2 separate regions of the Gossypium hirsutum genome follow, and region 2 is linked to region 1. A link is a contact called in public Hi-C data. All regions are on one chromosome and are shown on one strand. Each heading gives the region's core, a stretch centred on a gene start, on an enhancer-like site or on the middle of the called end of the contact. The rest is flanking DNA. Distances are from core to core; before and after follow the strand shown.

What was found. Hi-C and Micro-C count contacts between places; a contact is called where the count stands out from the background.
Region 2: a Hi-C map of petal shows a contact between it and region 1, with 4 times the contacts expected there. The contact joins the promoter of LOC107922307 here to the enhancer-like site in region 1. A contact is called at or near these places in 10 of 34 Hi-C or Micro-C datasets (anther, cotyledon, hypocotyl and 3 more).

The regions. Positions count from the first base shown.
Region 1 is chrD01:14,779,371-14,784,227 of Gossypium_hirsutum_v2.1, forward strand. It overlaps LOC121213865 (a long non-coding RNA gene), which reads left to right and starts at 126. Exons shown (of 2, transcript XR_005909346.1): 1 at 126-716; 2 at 1,292-4,857. Within about 2 kb of position 2,846, at least 4 of the 9 cell types and tissues checked have an H3K27ac peak or open chromatin away from gene starts, as enhancers often do. A contact at or near this core is called in cotyledon, where this site is marked.
Region 2 is chrD01:14,832,834-14,837,690 of Gossypium_hirsutum_v2.1, forward strand. It overlaps LOC107922307 (CTP synthase), which reads right to left and starts at 2,050. Exons shown (of 22, transcript XM_016852283.2): 1 at 1,840-2,050; 2 at 1,557-1,701; 3 at 1,394-1,473; 4 at 1,230-1,316; 5 at 1,095-1,145; 6 at 884-1,001; 7 at 745-801; 8 at 579-643; 9 at 342-425; 10 at 195-245; 11 at 50-112. The coding sequence starts at 1,674.

The DNA of each region.
Region 1 (4,857 bases), core at 1,596-4,095:
AGAGTTGGGCCCGTTGTGCCCAAGAATAAGCCTTTCAATATTCCTCAATCTAAAGTGGGAGCTGTCAAGGGCCCACGGAATGTGGATCAGGTGAAGAAGGCCATAACCGAGTTAGGGCTTATTTTGACTATTGAGTTGGGGCTGAACAGTGTTCGGGTTTTTCAGGGTCAGATAATGAAAGTTGTTGGAAAAACTCTATCAAGCTCTAAAACTTTCGTCAACCAAGGATGGACTGAGGAAGGGTTTTTCTTGGGTTGTCTTCGCATGGCCTTGCATTGCATGATGATAGATAAAATAATTTCTACTCCGCAGTCGAAACCTTTGTCACAGGAACCAATGGATGTCACAACGTCCAAATCGGGGATGGGTTTTTATTCGAGCAAACACTCGACGATTATTTTTTAAAAAAGCCAAGAACCAACAGTCAACGGTATGTTAGCAGGGGATGCTGAAGCAATTTCAAGGAAAGGAAAGACAAAAACTGTGGATAAAGGCTCGGGGGAGAGATTAACAGGCTCTCAATTTTTTAAAAATATTAATAAGGTTGTTCAAGGGAAGGGGAACAAATTCAAGGCAGCAGGCAACTCTCGAATTCTTTTACGAGAATCAATGACCGAGTTGGTTGAGACCATTTCATCACAGGCCAATGGAGTTTTGGGCTTAAGTGACCCAATCCAGAGGGAGGAGAATCATGATAATCGGGACCCTTCCAAACAGTAAACCTTTAATTTTTACTTTATTTACTCAATTTTTATTTTATTATTTTTATATGTTTTTAAATCTAACAATTTTCTCGTGGAACTATCAAGGTTGTACAAGTAGTAAATTTATTCAGGTTTTTCAGGAATATAATTTAGAATTTGGACTAGACATAATGTGCTTGTTGGAACTGAGAGTTAGTGGTAAAAATGTAAATTTTATCATTGACAAATTGAGGTTTTGTAATTCTTACCGTGTTGAAGCTATTGGATTTTTAGGAGGAATTTGGGTGGGTTGGAAGGATTCGATTCAAATTAAAATTATCCAAAATCACCCACAATTCATACTGCTCTGTGTATCTGGTAACAGTTTTCCTAATTCTATTTTTATATCTTTTGTTTATGGTAGTCCAAACAGGAGGAAACGACAAGTTCTTTAGGAAGAGTTGAAATATGCTTTACCGTATGATCCTTTTCCTTGTTTAAATGAGTGATTTTAATGCTATTTTATCACCTAATAATAATAAAAAATTCATTCTTTTGGAAAGAGATGTAACCTCTTTGGCAATTTTATAGATTCATGTAATTTGTAGGACTTGGGATACGTTGGCCCTTCCTTTGCTTGGCAAAGAGCGGGAACATATGAGAGATTTGATCGAGCTCTGGCTAATGATTCTCGGATATCAGCCTTTCCTTATTGTCTAGTGTCTCACCTTTCGTGCATTAAGTCTGATCACAAGCCCATCCTTCTGAGGACTAATTTGAATTTTCGTTCATCTATAGGAAGGCCTTTTAGATTCATTGCTGGTTGGACCAAACATGCAAATTTTTCTTCTTTTGTAAAAGATAAGTGGAATTTCTTCGGTAATATGGCTAACTCTCTTTCTGGTTTTACTTATCACATTAAGGAGTGGAATATGTCTGTTTACGGTTTTATAGGTACTTGTAAAAGGAATATTATGAAGTCACTCTTTAATATCCAAAGAGCCTTGGACCACTCAGCCTCCAGTCGACTGCTTCAATTAGAGAATGATGTTCTTGATGAATTAGAAAACTTGCTTGATCATGAAAAAAGCTAAGTGTGATTGGCTTCAGCTTAGGGATTGTAATACCAACTTTTTCCATAGTCGAACAATCCAAAAGAGGAAATTTAATCGCATCACAACTTTACGTATTGATAATGGTGAGTGGTGTTCTAATCAGAATATCCTCAAAACCGAATTAGTTAGATTTTTCAAGAAATTTATGGTTAAATACCAAAAGCCCATGAAGGGATTACCGTCCAATTTATTCATTTATCTTAAGGAGCAAGACATTGTGTTTTTGGAAAAGGCAATATTTGATGAAGAAATCAAGAAGGCCTTATTTGACATGAACCCTCTAAAAGCTCCGGAAAGTGATGGTTTTCATGCTCACTTCTTCCAGAGTTAATGGGATATCGTTGGTAATGCAGTGTGTGTGTGGGTTCAAGGTGTTTTTGATGGTAACAACATTGACCCATAATTGAAATATACTCTTACTCCAGAGAAAGACTGTCTAGAGAAGTTCAGCCAGTAATTGCTAATAGATTTAAAATGGTGTTTCCTAACCTTATTTCGCAGGAACAAGCCGACTTCATTGCTAGACGAAGTATTTCTGATAATGTCATTATAGCTTAGGAAGTCATCTATTCCAAGCGGAAAAAAGGAAGGGGCAAAAATTAGATGGCGATCAAGTTAGACTTGGAAAAGGCTTATGACAGAGTGTGTTGGGATTTTATTGGTGCTTCGTTACAGGCTGCGGGGATTCCAAATTTTCTTATTTCAGTAATTATGACGGCCATTTCTTTGTCGACTATGCAGATTCTCTGGAATGGAGTGCCAACTTAGAAATTCAAGCTATATAGAGGGATCAGACAGGGATGCCCATTATCACCTTAGCTCTTTGTTTTATGTATGGAGTGGTTAGGGCATATTATTTGTGCAAATATTAACAAAGGTAAGTGGTGTCCAATTCGTCTGTTAAGAACGGGGACTGCTTTATCCCACTTTTTTTCGCAAATGATTTGGTAATTTTCTACAAGGGGGAGCTAGATCAAGCTCACTTATCAGTAGGTATCTTGAATCACTTCTGTGAATTCTCTGAACACAAGATAAGGAAAAGCAATATTTACTTCTCTAAAGGAGTTGAAGAGGATATTTGTTATCAGATTAATCAACTTTCGGGTTTTAGGAAGTTTGAAACCTTGGGAGTTATCTAGGAGTACCTCTTCTTCATGATCGGGTCAAGAAAATCACCTTGAGTTTTGTAGTGGAAAAGGTAAGGTATAAACTGCAAAATTGGGAATCAAGGAAATTATCCATTGCTGGAAGGATCATCTTGGCCCAATTTGTCCTCCTTACCATTACGAATTATTTTATACAGACTACGCTAATTTCAAAAGGAGTTTGCGAAGAGATAGAGTAGATTGTATGACAATTTATCTGGGGTTCTACTAGTGGCCATCTAAAACTTGCTTTGGTTGGGTGGGATTTCATTTGTCAACCAATGTCTCATGAGGGTCTTGGCTTGTGACATTTACATGATCACAATAATTCCTTTCTGTTGAATATTGGGTTCAACATAATCACTAAGGAAAACATTTTATGGGTTCGAATGCTTCGCACAAAATACGGTTTGAAGGAACACCTTTCTAATTCTATTGCAAGAAGTCAATGGTCACATTTATGGCTCTCTCTTTCTAAGATGTGGCCACTTTTATGTGAAAACTTAGCTTGGTCTGTGGGTAGTGGCACAAGCATTTGTTGCTGGAAGAATTCTTGGATCCTAGGAATCAGATCTCTTCTTTCTTTTGTCCCTGCTCACGTGAATATGGATATGGAAAGCACCCTTAAATATATGGTCATGCATGATAGATATTGGAATATAGATATATTTCGTGGTTGGTTACCTGAAGAGTTGATTCAACATATAATTAGTATTCCTCCTCCTATCCCAATTCGAGAGTAGATAGGATAATTTGGGCTTCTTCAGCTTTAGGTTCCTTTTCAGTTCGAAACGCTTTCTGGTCTTTAAAACAAAAGTCTTGGAATCCCAAAGACCCATTTTGGAAGAACATCTGGAAATATCAAGGCCTTCAAAGAGTCCAAACTTTCCTTTGATTAGCTTATAAGCAAAGATTTCTTACTAACTCGGAGCGCACTAGGCGAGGTTTGGGTCTCAACAACTCTTGTTACATTTGTGGCCATGAAATAGAAGACATTCTCTATGTTCTTTGGGATTGTGTGGCTGCAAAGGAAGTGTGGATGTATATCGATCCAAATGATCAACAAATCAGGTTCTTTTCTGACCTTTTTCAAATTTGGTTTTCTTCTAACCTTTGTTGTCATTTGCATTTGCAAGAGCGTGGGGTGTTGTGGTCGAGTCTCTTTGGGATAATTACCTGACGAATTTGGAAGAATAGAAACCTCTTCATTTTCCAAAACATTAATTGGCATGCCTTCAAAATCATTAGAGTTTCTTTGAGCTGGCACAATAGTTTGAGTCAAGTTAGAATGCTTACAAACCCAATTCCTTAAACCCATACTAAAAAAGGCATACTAAGGAAATGTGGGTTCATCTTTTTTCTGATGGTGCTGTGGAGAGAGCCACTGGAAAAGCGTCTGCTGGAGGAGCGATACGTGACATGGAAGGTAATTGGATTGTGGGTTTTAATCACTTTTTTGGGCAACTGTACTCCATTTGAGGCAGAACTATGGGGTATTCTTGATGGGGTCCTGGTTATGCTAAAGAAAGGATAAAAACGAGCCACAATTCAGAATGATAATTTAGAAGTGATTAAGGCTTTGATTGAAAAGGAGATGGAAGATTCAGGCATCACGATACTTAGAAGGGTACAAAGGACTATGCATTCTGAAGGTCAGTGGTGAATTCGTTATGTGCCCAGAGAGAAAAATGTAGTTGCAGACTGAATGGCTAAACTCGGTCTAACATGGAAGTCAAGCTTACAGATTTTCGATGAGCCTCCCCATGAAGTATTGGATATTGTTCAACAATATACAGATAGTAATGTTTTTGAACATTTGATTTGATGCAATTTTATTTATTCTCACAAAAAAAATATAATATCCTTTAAATAAATAATGTAATCATAATAATTTAAATAATTACTTTTATTATT
Region 2 (4,857 bases), core at 800-3,299, 53 kb after region 1:
AAGTTAAACAACAATAAACTAAACAAAAAACTGTTCTAAAAAAACTTACTCTCAATAGTAAAGGTATGTGCCAGATATTTGGAACATCATAAAGAGTGACAATATTTTCTGCCTGGAAAAAGGTCATTTTTCTTAATAACAGTAATTACTGATTTTAGCAATGTGAAAGACAAATAGCATTCATATTGTATTACCGGCACATGGCAAAACTGAGAGAGTTTTTCCTTGACATTGTCATCAAGTGCCTATGGGGAAAAAAAGGAAAAGCTTAGTGAAAATTAATAAGAAATGCAAAACCAGCACCAGCGTATACATTTGAATAATAGAAATGACAGTTAAACCTTTGTACTGCGGCAAGCAAGAATATTTGGGGTCAAGCCAAGTCCTCTAAGTCCCCGAACACTATGCTGGGTAGGCTTTGTTTTCTGTTATTTTCAATTTGTCATAAAGATAATTAGAAATAGCACAAATCAAGCTTATAAGTTGATTACATGCAACAAGTTTCAGAACATGATCTATAATCTATATACAATTTACAAAATTTGATGTATAAACAGATACACAGTCTTTAGGTATACCTGCTCACCGACAACACTGAGAACAGGCACAAGGCTGACATGAACCAAACAGAAATTTCCAGTGCCTAAAATAAGAAACATCAAGTGAATTATGATCATACCAGTTGAACATCTGAGAGAAAATAACATTCAAAATTCAGATAAGGAAGAAGAACATTATTCTTACCTACACGGTATGAGAATTGACCAAGGGCTTCAATAAATGGCATAGATTCAATATCCCCTGGATAAAGAAAAGTGGTAAATAAGAAAAAAAAAATAAGAACAAGAATTGCAACAAACAGACAGAAATGAAGTGAATGTACCTATAGTTCCACCCAATTCAATGACACAAACATCAGCAGGACCTTCCTTTCCATCGACTGGTATCATTGCAGCACGTTCTATCCACTCTTGGATTTCATCTGTAATGTGAGGAACAACCTACAGCAGACAAGAGACTTAAATTAGGAAATCATAAGGTAGCAATGCATAGGAAATTTTGTTGATAGAAGAGTGGAAAGCTTAAAAACGGACCTGCACAGTCTTGCCAAGATAATCTCCCTTTCTCTCCTTGTCAATAACAGACTGTGAAAAACAGAAGGAGCATGGTGATTGAAGAGAGAGTTTTTGAATTGGAATGGAAGAAAGAAGAAAGCAACGCGAAGAGACCTGATAAATCTTTCCCGTTGTTATATTATTCTCACGCGTTAATGTGATGTCTAGAAAGCGCTCATAGTTTCCAAGGTCGAGGTCCACCTTAAATCAAATGTACGATATCATCATCATCAAGGTTCGATCGAACATGGATGTAAAAATAAATAGAAGAAAATAACCTCGCCGCCATCATCAAGGACAAACACCTCTCCATGCTCAAAAGGAGACATTGTACCGGCATCGGTGTTAAGATAAGGATCTGCAGATGACCATATTATTATAACGTGAAAAGAAAGAAGTGAGTGAAACCATCGGAATTGCAGAAGAAGAAAAAGAAAATACCAATCTTAATGGAAGTGACACGAAGGCCGCATGATTTGAGAAGAAGGCCGATGCTACTGGCAGTTACCCCTTTCCCAAGCCCGCTCACTACACCTCCTGTAACCAGCACGTACTTCATTTTCTTCTCTCTTTGTAGCACCAGCAGCTATAACAAATGAAATGAAAATAGAGGAGAATCAAAGGAAGATACTTATAAAATATCCAGCCAGCCAACCAACCGAAGCTTTGCTCTTCTTATAATACCAAAGCAAAGCATTACGCGAAAAGGAAAAAAAAAACAGACCTCTCCTCTCCTCTCGTCTGCTGGAATGAGAATGTCAAATGCGGCAATGCATGGAATTGAAACTAAAAACCAAAATCAGAGACATAAATATAAATAATAATGTATGTAATGGTAATACACCCTTTCTCCCTCTCTGACTCTTTGCTTTTTCAAGTTCAAGGCGGCGGGTGAATGAGTGAATGAAGGAAACAAACTATGCCCAAAACCCACGACCTTACCCTTTTTATTTCTTTTTTTTTTATACACCTAAACAATAAAATAAATAAACATAAACAAAATCATGCTTTTCCTTTTAGATTTATCCGAGAGTTAAAGATTACTTCAATCTGAATTCAACAATACAATATTATTAAATTTAAATTTGGTTTAAATTGAAATTTTATTAATGTTTTTATTTATATTATTGAAATATTTTTACTATTAAAAAGAATAAATTTTTATCTAAATAAAATTAGATTCGATTGGTAATGTAGGAGAACCTTTAAATACATTATCTCTTTATCTATGAACTGAAAAGAGACTATAGATAATTTAAAATATTGTATATATGGTCAAAACTTATAACTAAATTACTCAAAATGGATAATTTGAATCCAGCAAACTTAACCTAATTGAGCTCGTAAAGGATAAAATTCTTTTCCTAATCGTGTGACCCAACTTCTTAAACACCCCTACCTATAACATCCACCTATGTCTTACCTCTAAACCTATTGAAGAGCTAGGTTAGGTTTATATATATAATCTAGCTTGTTTCAATTGGATTGAAAAGATGGGTTGAGTTAAGTTGAGAATTGACAAAAAAAAAAATTAGTTCAATTCAACTTGGATTTATTTATCCATAGATTTAGTTTCAAAATTATTATATGTAAGATTTGAATAAAATTTTTGAATAATAAAATTAATTTATATAAATTTAAAAGGGAAGAATTCACTTGTATCAAAGTAATTTTAAAAGTTTTGTCGATTAAGTTTTAGTTCAATTAGTAAGAGCATTGTCGTCAATGCAGGAAAATATGGATTCAAGTGCGCTGAATCACATTATCCTTCTATTTCTGGGTTGGGGAGGGATTTTGGGTAGTTTTAGGCATTATGTCACAAAAAATAATATGATCAGAATCTATAATAAGATTGCTCAAAAAAAATAAAGAAGTTTTATATATTTTTGTACTATTAATATTTTAATGATTTAACATACATATTTTATACTCTATTCATATAGATAATGTATGTCAAGTTTGACATAAATTAAAATTCTAACGGTTTGTTTTATGTATAAAACTTTCAATTATTCAATAAATAGTAACATGTACAATATTTAGATCGATGTGATAGAGAAATCGAATCAATTCAAAATTTTACATGCATAATGTGTATAATTATATTGACAAACTCAACAACAAACACATACAAAAAAAAATGTAAAATTACTTTAATGCTAAACTAATGTAAGTGATTCCTCTCCTAAATTTAATTATAAAAATGCATTAGTAAAATATTTTTAATGATAAACGAGATCATTGAAATGAAATTAACATTTAATCAAGTGTACCACATCCTCTTTATTATCTTTTTAACTTCAAAAATAAGTATTCATCGATAAAGTTTTAAAATAAAAGTATCAATAAATGTTTATCAAAATTCAAATTGGTTTAATAATTTAAGTCCCCAAATCAATAACCCTCCATAAAAGCTGTCCCCTAAATGAAAGAATGAGAAGCTTCAACTAAGAAAATTGAAAGTATGGTTAACCGCCAATAAAGCACTAATTATGTCATTTTAATCAGACGGTTGAGAAGGGAATTTCTTTTATAACCATAAATGCTACTCATCTATTTTATTGTCTAAGGTTAATATTGTGTGATATTTAGGTAAAATTCTTTTAACAATAGCAATTTTAAAATTTAAATTTGATTCAAATGTTTGAGAAAAAAATTCACTTCTACTCCTTCCAATCACTTATTAAATCAGAGATAAAGTTAATTAAGTTATTTATCTTATTCTTTAATGTTTATAAAATATAATAAATTTATATAATTCTATATGTTAATAATTAATTTTATTTAGATTTTCATTCGTTTATATATTTGTGTAGTTCGTTTTGGGATATTATTTGTGTTAATTATTTTAATACGTTACTTATATTTGACAAAACTTATATATTTTGGTACTTAAGAGTAACAATGTTAACTTTTTTTTTGTCTTTATTTTGGGTCTTATGATATTTTGGTACTTAAGAGTAACAATGCTAACTTTTTTTAGTCTTTATTTTGGGTCTTATGATTAATGAAATTTTATCGCTAACATTATTTGGGTTTGAATTTTTGATGATCTTATTAATAGAATAAATTTAGTGTTAATTATGAATTTGTTTAATTTCTCAAATACAGTCCAATGGATGTGATTTAATTCGAGTTTTAGGGTTGATTTGATGAAGTTAATTGATATTATTATTATTAGCTAATTATGAATTTTCATCAAATCAACCCTAAAACTCGAATTAAACACTAAAAAGTTAACGTTGTTATCTTCAGGTACTAAAATGTATACCTTTTGTCAAATACAAGTACCACATTAGACTAACAAATAACAAAATACCATATTAAAAAAAGTTTCAAACTAAAGTACAAAATTATACATTAAGCCTATTTTTTATACATTAATAATTCATTACAAGTAGATTTTAACATGTTCAATATTTATTAGAAATCCTATCACGTGCATATGTGTGTGCAAAGCACAAATTTAGAACACAAATGTGTGTTTAAAAATAACATATAATAAACAATGAAACATATAGTTTAAAACTAATTATTAATAACATATGAAATATATACGATGTTAAAATGAAAAAAATTAGATTAAAATTATTTATCACGGTATTGTTATCAATCTTTAATTAGTGTCGAGTTAACTTGTGGCATCAACTCAATCAAATACATTAATATAGATAATATACAATTGATGAATGTAATAAAGTGTGCATAATGAAAATTGATATGTTCAAAAAGATCAAAACAA